Regions from separate parts of the Mus musculus genome. Here region 2 is linked to region 1. A link is a contact called in public Hi-C data. All regions are on one chromosome and are shown on one strand. The core of a region is the stretch at or near the end of the contact, and the rest is flanking DNA. Distances in the headings are between cores, read along the strand shown. Region 1 overlaps Tenm2 (teneurin transmembrane protein 2). Region 2 overlaps Tenm2 (teneurin transmembrane protein 2).

Region 1 (4,383 bases), core at 846-3,345:
TCAAAACAATGCTTTAGAGTCCCTGGGAGCAGAGGTGTGAGCACCTGCCAAACTTAGGTCATAACTTCTGAAAGGCAGCCAGCCAGGTGACCTCCCCGCAGAGCCAGGCCACTCCGTATTAAGATTCTGCCTTTGTCTGGCTAGAGTTTAATTCTCCACATTAGGTTATCAGCACACTCCCATGTTTTTCTTCCTCTGCTGATATCTGCAAAGTTGCAAGCTGCAATATCTTCCTAAAGACAAAAATGGAATGAGATTAGTGGCTAAATCCTTAATGACTGGATCCAGGGCTGTGTAACTGATTTTTGATATGCTGCACTGTAGAAGTTGATTATAAGTAGTAATCGTGCCTTTTCCTTGATAAATTAGTTATGCATTTTGACTAAGTTTTCAAAATAAAGATAAATGTGGCCCTAAAATAAAATGGCAATGATCCCAACTCTGAATATTAAAATTCTTAATAATGGTACTTGTGGTAATTAACAGAAGTTAGGCACGCAAGTCTTATAACTGAGTTTCTGCCAGGGTTAGACTTGCTGGCATCGTGTTTATGCAAATCAAAACACAGTTTTATCTATCAACACCTCAACATTTAATTGTCTGGTGTTCGTTCCTGTAACAATAATCACATATCCATTTAGCTCTCTTAAATGAAAATCACTATGAGATTATAACAGGTTGAGTGGACTGAAAATGTAATTTGAAAATGAGGGAGAAAGCCTGGAATTTATTTGCATCTCATTTATTTTAATTCAGTTCATAAACTGTTTAGTGAATGAAATAAAAGAAACTCCTGGAAACGGTGGGGGAGCCGTTGGAGGAAAGGTGTGGGGGAGGAGTGAAGTGCAGTGTGGATTGGGGAACCTTGGTGTGCCCATCCCCCAACCCCCTGGGCTTCTTGAGCTCCCTATAGGAACTTTGTAGCCCTAAACTAGCCACATCTGTTGGCCCCCACAGCAACCAGGCTGTCCCAGAGCAGGGAGATCTGGACTTCTTCTCTCCCTCCCTGTGGCCAGCCTTGGCGTCTCCTTTTACTCCTTCTCTGTCATCCCATGAGGCCAAGCATCTTGCATCCACTTAGACAAGAGTTTAATGATTGCCCAGTCTTTGTTTAGCACCTCGGAATGAGTAGGTTAGAGAACAGGAAAGCCGAGTCCTTCTACCAAGGGAGCTTGAGATCTGGCAAAGAGGATGTTGCAAGAGACACAGTGTTAAACTGGTTCCACCAAGAAAGGGGCACATACGGTGGGTAGCAGCCAGGAACAGGTAATCCATAGCCCAGGTAACAAATAGGCCCTGAAGTTTCAAAAGCTTCACCCATCACAGTCCAAATGAGTCACACAGCAATTCTTAATGATGACGAGACCAAGTTGCTTGACATTGGGGTCCCACCACATCAAGCACACATGGCCCCTGAGGCTTTCTATAGAAGAGGAAAAGTTTGAACACTTCAAGGGAGCATGGCAAGTTAGCATGAATGTGACATGAGTTTCTTCCCCACACCCAGGATAGCACAGTCGGGTTAATCCCAAGGAAGTTTGAAAAATGACCTTTCCGATGGCCAGGGAGAAAATGATAGAAGATTTGGGGAACCCAAGTCAGGGCATGAGGTTCACAAGAAGCCAGGGAGGGCTTCAGGGAAGTCAGAGTTGGTTCTGAAGAGCAGCAGGAATTAGCCAGGCAAGATACAGAAAAGAACTTTCTAAACATCGAAAGACACCCTCAAGGCAGCCAGGATACTGGAGTAGGGGTATCCAGTTCAGAAAACCTCCAAAACTCATGAGACCTGAGAAAAAGTGGCCAGGCCACAAGGAAGGGAATATTATATGAGGCCGGTATTTATCCTGAGGGCCATGGAGAGTTGTCCCAGGGCTTAATTAGTAGAGTGATGTGTGGGGATTGGTGGATTAGAAAGATCTCTCCAGCTTCCCGGGGTGCAGAGGAAGACAGGAGGAGGAGACCAGACAGGAGGAGAGGGACGCCTCAGAGCTGTTACAGTAATGCAAACTAGAAACTGGTCTCCAGCAGGGGAAAAAGAGAGAGAAGCGCAGAGGCCTGAGAGAGTTGCAACACACATGATTAATAGGATTTGGCAGCAAGCCTGGCTGCCGTGCAGTGCTGACTTCCAAGAGGCCTTCCACGTGATCGTGTAGACCAGGAAGGCTGTGCCAGACTCTGAGCCAGCTAATGGAGAAAGGCCAGACACTGAAAACCAAAACAGGTGTGGGAGACAGTGTGACCCCAGCCATGCCTTATAGGATGAAGAGACCAGGCAGGGACATGAAGATGTAGCTGGTCCCGGCATGACATAGGTTGGCCCCCCAGGACAAGAACATCATGAGTCTCAGGAGCTCTAGGAGCACCTGGCCATTGTTACACACTAAACCAGATGGCCTGGCCTCTCCTTAGCACCAGCCAGTTCCTACAAGTGGCCACTTGCGGTTGTGAAGTCCAATGTTGACATGTGTCCAAAATTCCCAGCAAAGAACTTTCCTATAACAGAACAACCAGTGAAGTCCTAACCCCTCTTGGTGACCTGCCTTGTCCTCTGATCAGAAATATGTTTTAGCCAATGAAAGCACCCCACATTCCTCCTGTTAGACTGGGACCATGTAAGATGGCAGTGCCCGTAGATGGAATTAGAAGGATCAGTCCAAGGTCGCGAGAGGCAAAGACTTGTCTCTTTCTTGAAAAAGAGTCCCTCCTGGTGATTTCCTCCGTGCCTCTCACTGATCTGCCTGGCTTTTCAAAGCCAACTGCTTCACAGCAACCCTCAGCTCCCCGAACATGCCACAGCACCATACTGGTGACAAGTGAGGGTGGGAAGATGTGATAAACATGGCCTCTTTAGGCCATGTTTACCAAGTAAATTTTCCCCAAACCTAAAAAGGTAGAAGTTTGAAGGGCACGTGCCCATATCTGTCCAGAATCTATCTATCTGCAAACCATAATAATCACAATAATCATAATCAGGATAGCATGGCAAAATGGGGGCATGCATTGTGTCACACAGCGGGCCACCACGAGGGAGGAGATGGCCCTAGCGACTCCCACATGTCACCCAGTTAACATTGCTCTCCTCTCGCTCCCTCTCAAAGTATTCACTTTGGTTGTTGACCTAATTTTCTTGTACAGTGGGCTGGTACTCTTTTCACACTGGGGAGGGGGGGCGGGGGGGGGCACCAGGGGCAGGGGGAGGGGTCAAAAAGACTTGGCCAAAATCTTACATCATCTCTGCTTAGTAAGACCAGAGGACAGAGTCTCTGCATTAAAAGATTAAAAATTAAAAAAAAAAAAAAGGTCCCACGGAGGAATTGTGATTGGCTTAGCATGGGTGCAGTTCACGTCCCTGCTCCAGTCACTGGTTAGGGAGATGGAGACCTGTGATTGGCCAGTGTCTGGTCACTTGTCCAAACCTGACCCTCACAAGGGAGCCATGTAGCCTGCAGGGGCGGGGGGGGGGGGGCAGGGAAAGCAGTAAATGTATTCTGTGTCCTTCCTCCAAAACCTGACCACAAGGCAAACTAGAAGTGTGGCTCCCACACCCGGGAAGTCTTTCTCCTCAGCTTCTGGGAGAGGCAACGAAAACGAACCTTCCCATTAAGATTTAAAACCCCTTCTCTTTCCTAACATGGATTTGTGCCTGACTCTCTCTAAAAAGCGAGGGCCTATGACACTAGGGTATTTCTTCTTGATTGTGATTTACATAGAAATTGCAAATGCAAGCAACAGCTATACAGGTAGGTATCAGAACAAAAAAATAAAAAAAATTGCTTCCAAGATAATCTTCCATCCGACGCTGATATCAGTGTAAGCAGCGTTCCAATATGAAGTGGGAGTTAGTGATTTTTTTTTTGTTGCTGTATAATTAGTATGACACCACAGTTACATACTGGTGGGCATTGCTTTTACTTGTGTAGGACATCATAACGTCTCGGGACAAGGTTGGGGGTGGGCATGTACGTGTACGTATGACCATACCTTCCTGAACTCAGTTCTGGGGAGGGCCCACGCAGCAGGTCTGTTACCACACTATCTTCTCAAAGGCCTGGATTAGGTCCTTCATGCCTGATGCATGCACTTGTCACCGGCCTAGGCTTTTCTCTATCCAGTTCTTACTGTCGTCTTGACCTAACAGTTACTAACCACTCAGTGTGTATTTGTGGCCAAAACAAACAAGAGCCCACGTGACCTTGAGAACATGACTAGTCTATCCAGAACCATTTGCAGTACCTTGAATTTGAATATTAGTTTAAATTATACGTAATTAGAAGGGCAGCCCTCTGGGCTCACATTAAACCATGAATTCCCTAAGCAAAGAGTACTTCACTCTTGGACAATATATATTGTATTCTAAAGACTTTTGTTGTTGCTGCTGCTGCT
Region 2 (4,678 bases), core at 1,044-3,543, 140 kb before region 1:
GGGAGGCAGCAGCTGGCACAAAAGCTGTTAGGCTGGGATGCATTGGTGTGCATAGGAAGAGAGCAAACAGTGTGTCTAGAACACATGGAAGGGGCGGGGAGCTGGAAAGAGTCTGCCTCTCAGAGAAGCTATAGTCCAGGTGGAAGCAACATCCAGAAAGATCAACAGAGCTTCCTGCCATCCTTTTTGCCTGCTCTGCCCAAGCCTAGCCGAGTTCTTCCTTCGGGGGCATCTTAAAAGGACCCACAAACCAAGCCAGCTACCAGCTAAGTGGGCATCTAGAGCTAGATTCTTGGGAAACTTGAAGCAACTGCCTGTGATTATCTTGTTTCCTGCAAGTCAAATTCAAACCTTTCCTGTGCCAGTGTGGGAGGTGCATTCTCTAGCCCTACAGCAGCCATTGTCCCTCCAAAGATAAACAGGGATTTTTAGGAACTAACATGCATCAACATTTTGGATGATGGCATACACCTATAATCTTAGAACTTAGGAGGTGGAGACAGAGTATCATTATCTCAGCTACTTTTTGTTTGCTGTAACAAGACACCATGACCAAGGCAACTTATAAAAGAAAGCATTTAATTTGCGTGGTCACTGTCCCAAAGGGTTAGGGTTAATGGTCATTGTGGTGGAAAACATAGCAGCAGACAGGCAGGCATGGAGCTAGTGTAATAGCTGAGAGCTCACATCTGACCCATAAGCACAAAGCCATAAGAGCTGACTGGGTTTTTGAAATTTCAAACCCCACCCCCAGTGACACACCTCCTCCAGCAAGACTGTGCCTCGTAATCCTTCCCAAATAGTTTCACCAGCTGAGGCCTGAGCATTCAAAAGTATGAGAATATGGGAGCAATACTCATTCAAATAACCATGGATTTCAGTCTGTCCTGGCACACATAGCAAGACTCAAGGGGAAAATTTTTCAAAAGAACAAAAGTACAGGATAAGAAAAAAATAAAAGAGATTGGCTCAGAGGTCAGAAGAGCACTTCCTGTTCATCCAGAGGACCTGAGTTCAGTTCCCAGCACCCATATCAGATCATTCACAACTTCCTGTAATTCCCACTCCAGGGGAGCCCTCTTCTAGCCTCCATGGGCACATGTAGTCATCTGTATACACATACCCTCACACAGATATTTGCATACACACATAATAAATATTAATTTTAAAAAGCCAGGTGTAGTGGCACCCGTCTTTAATTCCAGAAGTTGGGAGGCAGAGGCAAGCCTGATCTTTGTGAGTTTAAAGCCTGCCTGGTCTACAGAGTGAGTTCCAGGACAGCCAGGGCTACACAGTGAAATGTAAAATTTTTCAAAGTTCATTTTTCCTCACAGTCCCTGCTCTCAGAATGACAGCTCCGAGAATAATTTATTAGTAGATTCCTTGGCCACAAGCTTTGGCTCATTCTCTGACTATCTTGTAACTTAGTTAACCCATTCAGGCTATGTCTTCCACATGGTTAGTTACCTCCCCTTCAGTCCCAATCTGCCTTTCCCTTAGTATCTCTCTCAGGGTCTCCCCCAGCGCCTCTCTCCAATCTCTTCCGTGTCTCTCCCTGTGTCTTCTTTCATCCTCTTATGATTTCCAAGAATCCTCTTTCTTTCCTCCCGTGTCCCACTTCCTAATTCCTGCCTCAGTTCCTTGGCCATTGGCTTGTATAAGAGATTCTCTCTATGGTGAGATTCTGTCTGGAGGCAAGCTGGGGGGGGGGGGGGTAGCAGCAAGTGCTAAATAGAAACAAACTCGTATTTTCAATGACAAGCTTTTTGCTATCGCAAGAAGCTATGTAATGATGAATCAAGGATTCTATCCTCTCAGGTGAGCCCTCCCCAGCGCCTGGTGTTAAGGACCCCAGATGGGTCCTCTGTGTCTCAAAGGGCTTGTCTCTTACCTGGTTCTGGAAAAACAGCCCAGTTTCCTGTGTAGGAGCTCAGGAGCACCTCCTCACTGTGGCCCAAGAAATGTCCTCCTTTCCATCACTTGCCTTTGGTTCCGTGACTCAACTATATAAGACTGATTTGCCCCAACAGTCAGGCCAACTCAAGGAAGTCTTACCCCGCTACCAGATCCAGCCATGGCCCTTACACCCTTCCCTCTCCATGCAGCCCCACTGAAAGCCTGAAAAAGTCAGTACTGAGTCCACTTTGCCACAGACCTGGCTGGCGGCAGAGACAGATGTACAAGGCTTGAGTGGCTTTCTGTGCCAAGTCATTCCTGCTCCTGAATGTGGCCAGACTACATGGTAATGGGGACTTGAATCAGTCCCAGCTTACACATGCTGCCGCCCCCACCACCCAACAATCCCACCACCTGCTGCATATGCCCTGTCATCTGAGGGAGACCGCAGATGCTGCCAGTGTGCCGCAAGGGGAGCGGCAGAGTGGCAGGCTAGCTCTGGGAAATGTCATCATTTATTGCTTTTCCCAGTCTGTGTCAACCTTAAGCAAGCAGACGTTCCAAGTGACAATAAAGTTATTTTCTCGTTTCCCGGGGTCCTGGACCCAGTAATAACATCTTCCTGAAGGGCAATGGGTCTGTCTTTAACCTTGCCCTCTTTGGCAGGTGCGTATTCTAGAGGCTTCCAGCAGCAACCTGGGGGTTGTGCACTCCCTCTGCGTGAATGGCCGCTTTCCCTTCTGGGAAAGTGACAGGTCCCTGCTCTGGCTCAGCCAGTGTGGGTGTCTTTTCTCTCCACCAGCTCCTCTGGAAACCCACTAAGTTATCTTAATTACCATTCCTCCCCACTCTCTGCCAAGAATTGGGGAGATTTATAATTGGATCAGTCAAATATTTACTGTGGTTTATTTCTTTGCCACTCCAGCTCTCGTAAAAGTTGCATTTTCATGCCATTTGGGGGCATGACTGATGGTTCACAGACACAACCCTCTCGTGGCATGTTAGCTGGGGTTGTTTCTCCAAGGTCAGACAGCATGACAGACAGACAGGCAGGCAGATAGACAGACACAGACAACAAAGACAGAAACAGAGAGAAAGAGAGAGAGAGAGAGAGAGAGAGAGAGAGAGAGAGAGAGAGCGAACAGGCTTTGAGGAAGAGGGACAGTGTTTATTCCAGGGTGTTAGACTGTTCCCCTTCTCCACTTGTTTGCTGGCCTTGTCTCCACAAGCCACCTGTGTCTCTTCTGTTATGACTGGATTACGTGCTTCTAATGCCCTTCAGGGCAACTGCAAACCTATTAGAATGTGTCATGCCATGACCTTTATAGCCAGCTAAGCAGAGCCTGGTCCCTGCGTGTCTCCATTTCCTGAATGGATTTCTACACGTTCCTGGAACAGAGAAATCAGCTAGTCCTAGTCCTGAGCCTGAGTTATCCACCCTCAGTGGAGATGGAGCTCTAGCCAGACTTCTGGAAATGATGTTCTCATAATCTCACCCCTCTGCCAAGTACATTGGCAGATCCCTGTCTGGAGCCACATCCTAGAGAGCAGAGGCACCCTGGACCAGCATGCCTCCCCTACCTCGCAGCTCCTTGCTGGCTCCTGGTTCCTGCCCTGCACTGCAGTCTCTGCCCTTGGCTCCAGAGGCCCACCTTGTGGTTTTGGCCCTTCCCTGAATCGCAGCAGCAATGAGTGATGTCTGTGCTGTGTCCGCCTGTGAGTAGAGAAGCCAGATGTTTCACAGAAGAGGACCAGGTGTGTCAGCTGAGATGCTCCATGGGCAAACCGGGAGAGACACTACAGATAACAGAGTTTCAGTTTCACCAATGGATGACTCTGCCATGCTCTCCTGGGTGAGCCATCCTCTTTTTGCCGGATGAGAAATGAGAACAAGGCTGGAATCTGCTGCCATCTTGGGGAGTACACAGGGAAGGGAAAGAAGAGTGGAGCAGAGAAGTCCTTGGTGCCGTTTCAATTCACCAACAATTATGGATAGAGAGTCCCTGCTACAATTCCAGCATCTTCTCCAGATGCTAATTGTAACACCCAGGTCACAGCTACCGTGGGCACTGCTGTCTTGAGTTGTACACTCAGGAAAAGAGAGAGGGTATGTGAGAGATGCCCAGGGTACCTGATGTCAGCATTAGGATTCTGTGGCTTGTGCTCCATTGTCCTAAATGGTCCTATGTCCAGCTATAGTGACTACAGAACCATAGTGATCTCTGCCACAGAGGCCACCAAGTTACACTGTCAAAGAAGGAAGGAAATGACGCAAGATACGGTACAGAGCCTGCGCACATCATCAGGCTAATGAACTGGGATACACCTCTCAAATCTTGATGACCATGACCGCTGTGAATTTTCAGCTGTCTGGCCCACTGCCCACAGTTACACGCATGTTCTGACTGGTTGTTCCAGGTTGCCTACAGCTCTACTCTTCTCTCCCATTTAAGACAGCACTGTAGAAGAGGGAAGTAAAAATAACCACTCGAGACAAAACTTATTTCATTCCCAGTTTGGTTCCCTCCACAACTTTACATTCCCGCATTCACCAACTTGCTATTTTATTCATTGGATATTTGATAGAGGAGTGGCTTTTAACAAAGATGGCTGATGTCATGGCCGCACAATTCGCACACGTAGAGCTTGCAGTTCCAGGCATGGCGCATATCATCGGCTCAGTTCATTCTTAGAGCGGCATTTTGCTGTGGATGCTATTGTTGCACCTACTACCAAGACAAGAAGACAGAGGCCTGGGCCTTTGATAGCTCACACAAAGTCC

The links. Hi-C and Micro-C count contacts between places; a contact is called where the count stands out from the background.
Region 2: a Hi-C map of cerebral cortex shows a contact between it and region 1, with 1.8 times the contacts expected there. The contact joins two enhancer-like sites. A contact is called at or near these places in 6 of 484 Hi-C or Micro-C datasets (the N1E-115 cell line, Sertoli cells, cerebral cortex and 3 more), 1 of 115 datasets of contacts at active chromatin or transcription factors (forebrain) and 1 of 9 other capture datasets (embryonic stem cells).

What each region holds. Positions count from the first base shown.
Region 1 is chr11:36,034,268-36,038,650 of GRCm38.p6, reverse strand. All of the region lies in intron 25 of Tenm2 (teneurin transmembrane protein 2), which reads left to right. Among named protein-coding and RNA genes, the nearest start is that of Gm42072, 39 kb to the right of the region's middle. Within about 2 kb of position 2,095, at least 101 of the 459 cell types and tissues checked have an H3K27ac peak or open chromatin away from gene starts, as enhancers often do. A contact at or near this core is called in the N1E-115 cell line and cerebral cortex, where this site is marked.
Region 2 is chr11:36,173,911-36,178,588 of GRCm38.p6, reverse strand. The region is part of intron 7 of Tenm2 (teneurin transmembrane protein 2); the gene reads left to right. It overlaps Gm46251 (a long non-coding RNA gene), which reads right to left. Exons shown (of 4, transcript XR_003949662.1): 4 at 4,429-4,625. Among named protein-coding and RNA genes, the nearest start is that of Gm46251, 12 kb to the right of the region's middle. Within about 2 kb of position 2,293, at least 8 of the 459 cell types and tissues checked have an H3K27ac peak or open chromatin away from gene starts, as enhancers often do. A contact at or near this core is called in the N1E-115 cell line and cerebral cortex, where this site is marked.